3 separate regions of the Zea mays genome follow, and regions 2 and 3 are each linked to region 1. A link is a contact called in public Hi-C data. All regions are on one chromosome and are shown on one strand. The core of a region is the stretch at or near the end of the contact, and the rest is flanking DNA. Distances in the headings are between cores, read along the strand shown. Region 1 holds the start of LOC100284102. Region 2 holds the start of LOC103638764. Region 3 holds the start of LOC100281081 (potassium transporter 10).

Evidence for each region. A called contact is a pair of places that touch in the nucleus more often than the background predicts.
Region 2: a Hi-C map of leaf shows a contact between it and region 1, with 6 times the contacts expected there. The contact joins the promoter of LOC103638764 here to the promoter of LOC100284102 in region 1. A contact is called at or near these places in 2 of 25 Hi-C or Micro-C datasets (ear and leaf).
Region 3: a contact with region 1 is called in a Hi-C map of ear, with 2.2 times the contacts expected there. The contact joins the promoter of LOC100281081 here to the promoter of LOC100284102 in region 1. A contact is called at or near these places in 2 of 25 Hi-C or Micro-C datasets (bundle sheath and ear).

Annotation. Positions count from the first base shown.
Region 1 is chr9:103,048,955-103,053,334 of Zm-B73-REFERENCE-NAM-5.0, forward strand. LOC100284102 reads left to right here and starts at 2,371. Exons shown (of 1, transcript NM_001157000.2): 1 at 2,371-3,626. The coding sequence starts at 2,499. The coding sequence ends at 3,395.
Region 2 is chr9:103,575,433-103,580,218 of Zm-B73-REFERENCE-NAM-5.0, forward strand. LOC103638764 reads left to right here and starts at 2,912. Exons shown (of 3, transcript XM_008661583.4): 1 at 2,912-3,272; 2 at 4,400-4,732. The coding sequence starts at 4,413.
Region 3 is chr9:103,979,385-103,983,683 of Zm-B73-REFERENCE-NAM-5.0, forward strand. LOC100281081 (potassium transporter 10) reads left to right here and starts at 1,864. Exons shown (of 9, transcript NM_001154000.2): 1 at 1,864-2,126; 2 at 2,312-2,861; 3 at 2,988-3,041; 4 at 3,951-4,211; 5 at 4,299. The coding sequence starts at 2,052.

The DNA.
Region 1 (4,380 bases), core at 1,121-3,620:
GGCGAGTTCAGAGTTGCTCTCCCTTGGGGCACCGGACACTGTCCGGTGGTACACCGGACAGTCCGGTGAATTATAGTGAATCGCCTCTGAGAGTTCCCGAAGGTGCGAAGTTTAGCTTGGAGTCCCCTGGTGCACCGGACACTGTCCGGTGGCACACCGGACAGTCCGGTGCGCCAGACCAGGGCACACTTTGGTTATCCCTTGCTCTTTTTGTTGAACCCTTTTCTTTGTCTTTTTATTGGCTTGTTGTGAACATTTGGCACCTGTAGAACTTATAGACTAGAGCAAACTAGTTAGTCCAATTATTTGTGTTGGGCATTTCAACCACCAAAATTAATTAGGAAAATAGGTGTAAGCCTAATACCCTTTCACCGGTCCCCTCACAAAAAATGCGACAAAGCCTCCAAGCGAGTACCAACACTCCCTTCGAGGCTCGGGGGCTACTATTGGGTACCTTAATTAGGGGTACCCCCAACACTCCTAAACACGGCTGGTAACCACCATCAGCGCAAGCGGCAGAGACTGATGGGCACGATTCAGGTCAAGGCTTCGTCTACTCAAGGGACGCGATCTCGCCTCGCCCGAGCCCAGCCTCGGGCGGGAACAGTAGTCGCAGATGACTTCTCGCCTCGCCCGAGGGCCTCCTCAAGCAACGGGCACACCCTCGACTCGCCCGAAGCCCAGCTCGGGCAGGCTTCGCAGTGAAGCAACCTTGGCCAGATCGCCTCACCAACCGACCGTATCACAGGCACATTCAATGCGAGGATCGCCTGACACCTTATCCTGACACACGTGCCTCAGTCGGCAAGGTCGAAGTGACCGCAATCACTTCGTCCTTCCACTGACCGACCTGACAGGAAAACAGCGTCGCTCGCCCCTCTCCGACTGCTGTGCCACCCGCCAGGGTGAGGCTAACAACAGCTAAGCTCAGCCTCAGGCGCAACAAGAAACTCCGCCTCGCCCGACCTTGGGCCTCGACCTCAGGAGGAGGTCTCCACCTCGCCCGACCCCAGGGCTCGGCCCCCGCCTCGGCCTCGAAAGATGGTCTTCGCCTCGCCCGACCACAGGGCTCGCCCTCAACCTCGGCCTCGGAAGGAGGACTCCGCCTCGCCCGACCCCAGGGCTCGGCCTCAACCTCGACCTCGGAAGGTGGTCTCCGCCTCGCCCGACCCAGGGCTCGGCCTCTACCTCGACCTCGGGAAGAATCACGTCCTCGCTCGACCCCGGCCTCGGCCTCAGGAGGAGTCTCCGCCTCGCCCGATCTTGGGCTCGGACCAACCGCACCATGGGGGATACATCATTACCCTACCCCTAGCTAGCTCAGGCTACGGGGAACAAGACCGGCGTCCCATCTGGCTCGCCCCGGTAATCGAGTAATGATGGCTCCCCGCGTGCGTCCGTGACGACGACGGTTCTCAACCCCCTACGGAAGCAAAGAGACGTCAGCAAGGTCCCAGCAGCCCCGACAGCTGTGCTTCTACAAGACTCGAGCGCTCCTCCGACGACCACGTTACCGCGTACAAAGGGCTTTAGCGCCCCTCCGACAGCCACGTTGGCATGTACACAGGGCTCATGCACCTCTTTGCCGGGCACGTTAGCGCATAGCTACACCCCCATTGTACACCTGGACCCTCTCCTTGCATCTATAAAAGGAAGGTCCAGGGCCTCCATGCGGGAGGGTCGCGCGGGAGAACGAGCCGACGAGCAGGCTCACCCTCTCTCTCGCGAACGCTTGTAACCCCTACTGCAAGCGCATCCCCCTGGCGCAGGATAACACGAGCCGCGTTTCTCCCCTTGTGTTTCATCTCGTGCCAACCTATCTGGGCTAGGACACGCAGCGACAATTTTACTCGTCGGTCCAGAGACCCCCGGGGTCGAAACGCCGACAGCCTGATATGCGAATTCGCTACCCAACCAAAGCGCAAAGCATCTATGTACACTGTGTAGTTTCAAAAGATTCCTCCGGTCTTGGCTGACCTCTCGAGCATCTATCTGTATTAACTTGAATCCATCCAGAAGGTGGAGGTTACTATAGAATAGAGTGGATCACCAGAGCTTTGTGTGGTTTCCCTTTAAGCCCCAACACCCGAAGTCTAAGCAGATCAGTCTGCGAAAGTGTGCTTGAGCCCAGTTGAGCTTTCTAAGTTCTCACGTGTGGATTGGAAGCGCGAATGCTAGCCCGTTGCATTGGTCGAATCGGGTTGGGTCAGATTTTTTCGGATGGATTGAGTCGGGTTGGTCGGGTGGCCCATGATGGGAGCATGTGACGGACGATTTGACTTGTTCATGTGAATGCAAACGGTACTGGAAGGCGTATTTAAAGTTTACGTAAACGCTTTAGGAAGGCGTCTTCTGGTGCGAGGAATGGCCAAATCCAACACCAACACACGAGACGGGGACGCCACGCCCGCGCCTCACACGGCAACGGACGGGACGCACCACCAGTCCACCGCCACCCCATCCAATCCCATCCCCACAACCGGGTGCCGCCGCCTTCTATGGCGGACTTCGGCGACGAGCTCTTTCTCGACGTCGGGGACGATGGTTTCGGAGACCTCTCCTACGTCTCCTTCTCCGAGTCCATCGAGTTGGATCTCGCCTGCCCACGCGACGTCTTTTCCGCGGGGTTTGATCCCGAAACCCTAACCCACATCCCGGGGTCCCCAATCTCCTTCGACTCCGACCCCGACCTCCGCCACCTCTCTCCCTCGCTGACCTGCTCCCCGCCCTTCTGGGGCTGCCTCGATGACGCCGCTAGCTTCGAGTGGGAGGAGATCGCGGACGCTGCCCTCGGCGTCGGCGGTGGCGCTGGCGGCGCCGGAGGGGGAGGACAAGGACTAGAAGGAGACGCCGATGCCGACGCCGACGTGTTCGGGTTCCTCGACGAGCGGGAGATGCTGGGCGTGATGGAGGGCATCGACAGCGGTGACGACGACTCGATCTTCTCCGATGAGCCTCCGTTTGACTTCGGCGATGGCGACACGGAGCTTGAAGGCATCTTCCGGAGCGGTGTCGGGTGGGAGCTGCTCCCGGTGCCTCTGGACGAGGACGAGTTCGAGGTGCTGCCGGGGCACGTCGTGGAAGTGGGCGGCGCCCCGCCGGCGGCGCTTGCAGTGGTGGAGCGGCTCCAGGTGGTGGCCGTCAGAGGCGAGGAGGTTGTGCAGGAGTGCGCTGTTTGCAAGGAAGGGATGGAACAGGGGGAGCTCACCACTGGGCTGCCGTGTGGGCATTTCTACCACGGGGCGTGCATTGGTCCATGGCTTGCCATCCGGAACACGTGCCCGGTGTGCCGGTATGAGCTGCCTACTGATGACCCTGAGTATGAGAAGCGGAGGACGAGGCGCCATTCTGCTGGTGGTTCAACACCACAGTTGGGTGCACCGATGCAGGTTTGAGCTAGGGCTGATTGGTGCTATGTCTTGGATGCAATTCCATCATTCCACGGAAGTTAGAAACCTCACTCATTGAATTGGCGCTAGGATGTTTACATGCCAGTAGAATTATACTTCTATGATCTTGATTTTTTCAGGATTTAGCTTTTGTGCTCGAGAGTTGAATGGTAAGAACAATTATCTTAACAATTTGTACATACATCTTGTTTCAATCAAATTCTTCCTTGCTTTTCAGAGGGTATAGTTACTACCATATTTGTACTGCTGGGCTAATACTTTGTTTGGCATTCAACGTAATTACAGAATCAACATTGTAAATGCTTGTTTTCTGTGCTTGGGAACTCAATTTAGTCATCCCAGTCCATTGGCGTGAACCAGTTTTGATGTGCTTTGAAAAGTAACTTATCAAGTGAAGTATGCCAAGACTGTTTAGCAGTTGATTATTGTTTACAAATTTTAAGTAGTTCATGCAAATGGTGCACTTGATTTTGATCATGATTGTCTTTTGTATGTTATGTAACTAGCATGTCGCACAATGTTCACAATGGATATCTCGAAATACTGGACAAAAACAATCTTGTTAGAATATGAGATTGTTCTTCTCTAATATGCTATTTAGGGTTGACAATAAGGCATAACATAGATGCTATCTTAAAATTTACTCAGTGCTTATATCACTCAGCATCAACAATTTACTCAGTGCTACTCATCACTCAGCATCAGCAGTCTGCTTGCGGCGCCTTCTTATCATTATTTTGGTGACCTTCATGTGAAGTTGGCCTCATGGTTATTAAAGCGTCGTTTAAACGACGATTAAGCGTCGTTTAAGCGCTAAAACGTGATTAGGAGTTAAAGCGTCCGTACGTTTAAAAAAAAAACTGTATAGAACATCCGTTTTGGACGTTTAAGCGACGTTTAAACGTCGGAACGCGCGTTTGTATGTTTTATCCGTTCTGCGGACGTTCTATGCGTCTATGAGTTGTTGGGC
Region 2 (4,786 bases), core at 1,662-4,161, 530 kb after region 1:
TCGGCTGAAGGTTATTGCATGCTCCGACCACCGGTAAGGAGCTGGGGCACTGGTTGTGGCCACCAGGACCTGTCGGTTGTTGAGCTTTTGCTGCCTCCTGTTCTCTTGTGCTCCGTGCCCTCCGAAGATGACCTCCCTGTCAACGCGTGGAAAAGCTCCACCCCCTCCCCCTTCCTACTGCTGAGGCTGCCTGGGCTCGCCAGGCTCTCCTCGCGGTGGGGAGGAGGTAGAGGCTGGAATGGTTAGCCATGCCCGACGGAATGCTTGAAGTCCCTGCAGTTCCGTAGGGTGTGGCGCATGTCCTTGTGGTACGGGCACTGGGCATCGAGGATTTCATCCAGTGTCCGTACCCCTCCGTGGGGTGCGCCACGGGTGGCCCGGCGGTGTGCACCTCCTCGTGAGGCCTCTTCTCCCAGCGCCTGTCAGGCTGCTGGTTCGTGTCGCGCCGTGGCGCGGGTGGCACGGGTTTCGTGCCTCCGATGAGGTCCTAGGCCCGTTCATCCGCAGTGATGTAGAGGTCTGTCTCCCGGAATAATTGTTCGGAGGCAGCGGGTGCTTTCTGGAGTATAGCTCGGGCGAAGGCTGAGTCATTGGATCATCAGTAGAAGTCTTCAATCACTGCTGCCTCGGCGACTTCGGGGATGCGGTTCTTCATGGTCTGAAACCTCTTGAGGTATGACCGGAGCGTTTCATCGTTCTGACGCCTGATGGATTTGAGGTCCCATGGCTGCGCCGGCTTGTCAGAGAGGGACTGGAAGTTGGCGATGAAGCACTGACTGAAGTCGCTCCAATCGTCGATGCAGTGTCGGGGTAGATGTCGGAGCCACTGCAACACGTCTTGCCTTAGAACAATGGGCAAGCACACCGTCATCACGTCCTCCGTCGCCCTAGGGGCCTGGGCGGCAGTCGTGTAGACGGCCAACCAGCCACCAGGGTCCTGCTTGGGCTCATACTTGTCGACGTTGGAGACCTTGAAGTTGTTGGGCCACTGGATGGCCCGGAGACGTGGAGTAAGCGCGGAGACTCCGCACGTGTCTTCCTGTCGGCGTTCGTGAGGTCGGTCCCGGGGAGGGGAGTCAGTAGTGTATCGTCTCAACCGTCCCCGGAACAGGCCACTAGTCGAGGCTGCAGCCGACTCAGCTCGGGTGGCGCGACTGCGTGCCGGGACGCCGTGATCCCGGTCATACTCCTCCCGGCGCCTTATTTCACTTTTGTGCCGTCGGTCGTGCGAAGCGTTGATGGAGCTCCGCGCGTCTCGTCGACTGTTGATGGCGTGGAGTAGGTCGCTCGGGGGATGAGCGATGGGCAGAAGGTGATTAGCTGTTCGAGTAAGCAGCCGCCGGTAGCCTTCCGCGTGTGGGGTTCGCGGGAGGCCGTCAGCTATCTAGGCCAGCAGTCCTCCGACTTCACTCGGCGTGTCCATTGCACGGGCGAAGTCAGAGTATAGGTTCCGAGCAAAGAGAGGGTTCTCTCGGCGCAGCCTTGCACCTTGCTCGGCTTGCTCTCGTTCTCGGTCCTGAGCTTGTCGACGATCGCAGCGGCAAGAGTTTCGCCTTTCCCGGTGTACTCGCTCGTTGGGAGATTCTCCTACTTCTGAGGCTTCGTCCCGGGATACGGGCTGCGCTGGATCCCGTTCCTTAGCTTCGTAATGTCGTCGCACGTTCCGGCGTCTGTTCCTCCGTTGTCGTGCTTCACGCTGGGTAGGTTCTTCCCCTTGCATGGTAGACTCATCGTCGGAGATGGGTGATGACTCTAATCTCCCCCGATGAAGAGGACGTCGGGGTAGAAAGGAGTCGTCGCGATGGCGCTCTTCTTTCCGTCCTCCTTTGAGGGTGAAGGTGTCGGAAAGACGGCTCAGCGTGCTCTCGTCCCCTAACTCAGAATGTTTGCTTCCTTCTTTCGAGTGATCCGTGTCCACTCCTTTGTGGGCGAGGTGGACATCAGAGTTTTTCGGGTAGGTGAGCTCCGGCCTTCGGTTTGTAAGAGGTCATCTTCGCTTGAGATGTGGGTGGTGGCACCACCCGCTATTCTGCTCTGGCTCTCCTCGGGATTTCCGAGGAAAGCTTCTTCTCCGGCGGATCTGCTATGCGGTGCAGAGTTTCCTCTTCATCTACTACGGATGAGATGGTTCCAAAGCAGAACATAGTCTCGGGACGAAGGGCGATCTTGCACTTGGAGGTGATGGCCATTGAGCTAGCTTGGATCAACGACACCCCCCTACCCGGCGCGCCAGCTGTCGGTGTTTAGAGCCCGACCACACACCTAGGGTTACCCTTGTGGTGCTTTTGGGTAGGAAAGTGCTGTTGAGTGTAACTCAATGGTTCTTGCTGGATGCACGAAAGAGAGAGACAAACAATTTTCTGCAGATTCGGGCCGCTTGGAGAGGCGTAATACCCTACTTCCTGGTGTGGATCTATATGTGGTGGGTTACAAGCGATGTCTCCTGGATGGAGAGAAGCTAATGAGATAGGTAGATGGGAATGAAAATGATGTGGTACCCTCTGCGCCTTATATACACGACCGTAGGGCACTCCATACTTACATCATGATCACATATTTCCTAAATAATAGTGAACCGACTGAACTGTTCTTCCGAAAACATCGCCGATTCATCCCTAATCCGCGCCGACATTTGTGGGCGCCACGCGTGGGAAAGTCGGACGGTATCTTTGGATAACACATGATTTGACGGGATGCCTGAGCTTGAGTCTGTGTCTGTCACCTTCTCATGTCGGCCCATTACGCTAGTAGTTTTTGTCCTGCCCATGAAGGGATGGCCTTGCGAGGTAACTGGCCCGATGCCCCACGCGAGGGCCTTTCGCCTTCTAGTGGACCCGGGGATATCTGTCCCCACAGGTCGGGTGGGATTTGATCCGTCCGTTTTTAAACCTAACGGAGGCACAATAACCGTGTACATTATTGACTTAATAGACAGTACAAATAGTATAGATAAAGAAGAGAGAGATGAGATGGGGATTGGGGAATGCGGGATGCGTGTGACGCGTGGACCCCGCACGCAAACCCTAGATCGGAAGCCGCACCCGGGCACATGACCGCCTTATCCCCGAGTCAGACCAGCGGCGGCCGGAACCGGGAGCCCCGTTGCTGGCCACGCCCCCACCGCTCGCGCGCGTCGAGCAGCTTCTCGTCGTAGTTGAGCCTACGCTTGGCGCCTACCGCCGGTTCCGCTGCCGGGTGTCCTCCCTTCGTGCCGCTGACACCAGAGGGTAGGATCCCCGCGCTTTCGACCAGCAGATCCCGCCGCGACCCAGGTAATCGATACACCTGTTCTGTGGGAGTCAAGTGCTTCCTGGGGTTTGTCCGTGACTTCTTGAATTCGGCTTCATTAATCCTAGTCGGCCACACGGATCCGTACTACTGAAAACCAGAACTTCGATTAGGTTTTTCTGTGCCCGCTTATCTGCCGCTTGCTTTCTCAAAGTAATGTATCATGGTACACTGAGCGCCTCCTTGAGAAAAGAAGCAACAAGTTCAATTCTTCACTTGTATTTCATCCTGGAAGATATGTTTAAAATGCACATGAATCAAAACATCGCTATTATTCCCACACCGAGTTTATTTCAAGTTTGCTTGTGGCAGAGGAAAGCCTGGAATCCTCCAGTTACTAGTTTTGCCATTCAGTCCGCTCACTAGGGGCGTGATTAGTTCTGGTTTCTACTTTCTAGGTAGCCAGGCTGACATGTGGCAGCCAGGGTCTCTGCATGTAGGAGCACCTTCTTTGGTTCATGTTTCCATCCATACCATCTCATCGCATAGCTTGATTGGTTGGTCTCTCCCTACTCGCCTTGTGCAGGCGCCAAGAGAGCAGCAGACATGTGACGTGCACTGCGTGAGCTAGGCTCCCCAGAAACAAAATCCCATTTCATTTCTTGGCCTAATTTGCACCCACAAATCCTTGCCCATGTGGACGTCCGTCGAACCAAACATCTACCTCCTGCATGCTGCATCCAACCAGCCTGTTCTGACTGCATGCATGAAACCAATCACACCTTAGATATCTAGTCATTTCCATAGGGGCAGTACCTTCTGTTTGCACATGAAATCCTATATTTCTACAACTATTTATGAAGCTGAACTGCTGAACTACTGATGTTTGGGTTGTTATTAAACATTGCATTTAACCATTGGAGATGTTTGTTATCACTTTAAAATTATTAATGGAAAAAGTACAAATTACTCCCCTCACCTATGGACAATGTTCACAACTTCACATAGCCCCCCACAGTGTTTTTAGTTCATTTTACACCTCCATTCGTTTGAGTTGATTTAATTTACCCCTTTACAGAATTTGTCTTTTTCCTTGTGTAATAGACACACATGGAGTGTCTCAAAGAAATCAGTTAGTAGCCTAATTCTTGAACTTGTTGTCCCTTTGTAGGAAGGAGACACTTATGGGGAAGGGACAAATATTAGCTGTTCTTCAAATAGGTGGAGAATTCAACACCGATGAAGATGGACACATGTCATATTCTGGTGGAGAGGCACATGCTATGCATGTTCAAAGTGACTGGACTTTTAGTGCATTTAAGCAAGAGATATCGTCAACACTTAACAATCTGAAGCTTGACCAGTTTGCATTCAAGTATTTCCTTCCAAAGAATGATAAAACTTTGATCTCTATTTCCAATGACAAGGACCTACGACGCATGGTTGAATTCCATGCGGAGTCAGATTCGACATACATTTATGTCATGAAGAAAGCTGACAACAGGTACTTGTCTACTGTCCTAATTTCTTGTGGTCACATTAGTAAATTGCAGAATGA
Region 3 (4,299 bases), core at 614-3,113, 930 kb after region 1:
GATCGCATGCCGATGTACTTTAAAGGTAGTATAATCTACCGTGGAAACGTCTGCCCCACATGAAGCTTCTAGCAATAAACAAAATTGTCTAAATCTCCACCATGCATTATTGCGTTTAACGATACATGTCATGTGAAAGCTACAACTATCATTTAACACCACTCAAATATATAGATCCATATCGAATTCAAAAAGGAATAGACCAACTTCCATACACTGGCGGACAAAGAATTTACTTAAAAGACATGACCCACATTTTTTTCATATATAACTTTAGTAAAACTGTTTGATTCTTTAATATGACTAGATAATCGTACAAAAGATTATTACTCATTTTATATATTCTATAATGATCCTGGAGCTATTAATGATCAGTGGCCTACTATTTGATTCGCTATAAGAAATTTTTTATAAAATAGAAGGCAATGGAAACCAGAAAAACTGGTGCTTTATAAGAGTAGAAATTTATTAACAACAAAAACGGTTTTTCTTGACTATATAATTTTCACTTCTTTATTATTTTGTATATTATATCTAAAGGTGCTATCATCTGTTTTAGATAATAAATGTTACCTATAATAACGTATAGGATGGGGTATCCAGTATTTGCAATGATAGAGATGAGAGCAACTACAAGCCACTCTTTATATCCTTTTTGAATAATTGATATGAATAGAGATTTGTGTGAAAAAAATATTCTCTAACAGTTTTATTTGGTTATCGAAATATACTGGCCTTTTATTTCAGATCTGTGCCTGTCAAGAATAAAAAAATGATCCTCTAAAGTACACGAAAAGTACAATAAGATATATAAAACTATCAGAGAGCAAAAAGATATAGAAACCAATTTTATGCAAATAGCCCGATAAATGGTAATTTAAAGTCTGTTTATATTATCTAATCGAAACTTAAGTTTTTAATTAAAGCTCTATACAAACAATCTAAGGGGATGTTTGGTTTATAAGGACTAATTTTTAACCTCTACATTTTATTATATTTTAGTTCCTAAATTGCTAAATATGAAAATTAAAATAGAGTTTTAGTTTACTTATTTGGCAATTTAAAGATAAAAATATAATAAAGTAGAGGGACTAAAAATTAGTACCCATTAAACTCTAAATTTTCCTCTTATTTTTAGTCTATCTTATATTAGAGAGCTTAAAAACTAAACTAAAGTGCTTTAAAACTTTTAGAGATAGAATCACTTTATAATTATTAGAGCTTGAAAGTTTAGAAGAGAAAATCTAAATAGTTTTCATTAGACCAGAGTAAGATTTTAGAAGACTTCTGGCATAAGGACGTGAGGGCCACACCAAGCAACCAGACACGCCCTTTGGCAAAAGGGAAAAGCGCCACTTTCTCCGCTTCTTTTTTATGATCCCTTCGTCTCTTCTCTTCGGAGTAGTTGGGAAGCTAGAGAATCAAACGAGATTGGTGATGCTAAAATCTACTGCTTATTTAATTTTAAATAAAAACTAATTTGATAATCCTATTTTTAAGAGATTTTTATTTTATTAAAATAAAAATAAACTAATTTATTTTTAAAAATAAAAATAAACTAATTTATTTTTAAAAATAAAAATTCTTTAGAAAAATAAAATGGTCAAACTAACCTTAAAAAAGAGATTTTATTCTCTCTAATTATCTCCGGTTTTTGGACTAGCCCTTTGTGTCCCACTCGCCACCCCTATATTCTCTATTTCTCTCTCCCGCGTTCTCCACTTCTCGTCTCCTTCCTTCCGCTTCCTCCGTCCCCTGGCGGCCTGGCCCCTGCGGTTTCTGGTTGTCCCTCACGCCAATGTAGCTTGCCCCTGTTTTGTTGCTTTGACCACCTTAAAAACCTCAGGGCCTTCAAATATACTCACCGAATCACATCCTGTCACGCCTCCTGCTCAAATTCCTAACGCCCGAGAAACCAAGAACCGGGGTGAGGCCGCTGTGCGACGCCGTCACCTTCACCTAATCCCAACTTCCCCACTAGTCCTCAAGTGTCTCTCTTCTTCTCTTCGGTTACAAGAGCAGACCGGAGTTACCGGGCGGTGGAGGCCGCGATGAAGAGCCCTCCTGTCATGGATCCCGAGGCGCCGCCATCGCCGCCGCTGCCGGGCACTCCTCCCGATGACGAGGTATGGTGGACCGGGGTTGCCTGGTGTTTCGAAGGTCCAATCTTGTCGGGCGGCTCTTGTTCGCCGTCGCCGTGGCTCCTGAATCTCAGAATGCCCTTGTCCGTCGGTTTTCTTGCGATCTTGGAGGGTTCCGGTCCTGAAATGTGCTGATTTCTTTTGTTTGTGTGGCTGTGCTGTGCCCGCAGGAGGAGAAGCGGGGAGGACGGAACGGGGTGCCATGGCGGATGACGCTGAGCCTGGCGTACCAGAGCCTTGGCGTGGTTTACGGCGACCTCAGCACGTCGCCGCTGTACGTGTACAAGGCGGCGTTCGCGGAGGACATCCAGCACACGGAGAGCAACGAGGAGATCCTCGGCGTGCTCTCCTTCGTCTTCTGGACGCTCACGCTCGTCCCGCTCCTCAAGTACGTCTGCGTCGTCCTCCGCGCCGACGACCACGGCGAAGGAGGCACCTTCGCGCTCTACTCCCTCCTCTGCCGCCACGCGCGCGCCGCGCTCCTCCCGCCAGGACGAACCGCCGCCGGGGACGAGGACCAGTTCTTGGACGGAGCCGACGGTGGCACCAAGAAGGCTACGGCGCAGAACGGCAATGCAGTGACGCTGGGCGGGGGCGCTGCTGCCAGCGTCAGGAGGCTGCTGGAGCGGCACAAGGTGCTGCAGCGTGTGCTGCTCGTGCTGGCGCTGGTGGGCACCTGCATGGTGATCGGCGACGGTGTGCTCACGCCGGCCATCTCCGGTGAGTGAGTCAACGAACGCCTTTCGCCTTGCCTGATGGCTGATGGGCTCCGCTGCTCTCGACTTGTTTGGGCTGTGTTGCTGTGCTGTGTAGTTCTGATTCTGACATGCTGCTCTGCTGTTGCAGTGTTCTCTGCAGTTTCCGGGCTGGAGCTGTCCATGGAGAAGGAACATCATAAGTGTAAGGATCCAATCATCGCCCTCCTATTGATTTTGTATTTGTTGAGTCTAGATTTGTCTTTGTAGCTTTATAGGTACTGTTCATCGATTCAAGTTGTTAGTTAAATGCATCAGGGTCCACCTTAAAGTTTCCTGATGCAATCATACAATTGTGTTCCGGACTTGGTTTCAGCGACTTCTTAACTGTGAGATGTGTGCAAGAGTGGATTTGTGGTATTTGGAGTTTCTCATAGGAAAAGGTGGTCAAATCAGATGCCATGTAACTGAACAATTTGGTTCGCAGAAGTTGTAATGGCAGGGTGTGAACTGTTGAACACAATCACCTCGAGTTATCTCTCTGTTTAATCAAAAGATGTGGTGTAGTATACAGTTAATCCTGGAAGGTCTTTAATTGTTTAACCGGGACCAGGAACAGGAACAGATCATCAAAGATGATGGATCTTTTAGTAGTGATGTATACTGACAGTTTCTATGTGTAGCAAAATCGAACTTTTGGTCAGCATTCATGCTACAATACATGGAACTACTTACTTGTTTCAAGGTATAGTAGGTAGCAGTCTTAAACTGAACTACTCGTCAAAGTGGAAGGAAAATGGTTCTCAAGTAAGATATGCTACCCAAATTGATGTTATGTTTTAGTATATGAAAGTGGGATGGCAGAAAGATGGTACCACGTTGTAAGATTCAGGAACCTGGGAAAAGGGCCACCTGTGCTGAAAGAAGTTCACATTTGTCAAGGTCTAAATTGTGAGGCAAAGGACCTTATTCTTGACTTTTAAATCAATAATTTTTTCCTTTGTCAAGTTAAGCATGACTTTACTTTATTCTGATTCCTTTTTGTGTCGATAAGGTGCTGTTCTGTTCCAAGTCCCTTCTAACTGTATGAAGTTCTGCTAATGTGAATCTGCAGATGTGGAACTTCCTATTGCCTGTATCATACTGGTTTGCCTGTTTGCACTGCAACACTATGGTACACACCGGGTTGGCTTCATTTTTGCTCCAGTAGTGGTCACATGGCTCCTATGTATAAGCGTTATTGGTGTTTACAATATTATTCACTGGGAACCCACTGTATATCGAGCATTATCTCCGTATTACATGTACAAGTTCTTGAGGAAGACACAGAGAGGAGGTTGGATGTCCCTGGGAGGAATACTGTTATGCGTAACTGGTACTGTGCTCAGCAAACCATTTATGAACCTTTTCCCTTGATCTTTGGAGTGTCTCTTACTACAAGGTGACCCTTTCGATCTTTCAGG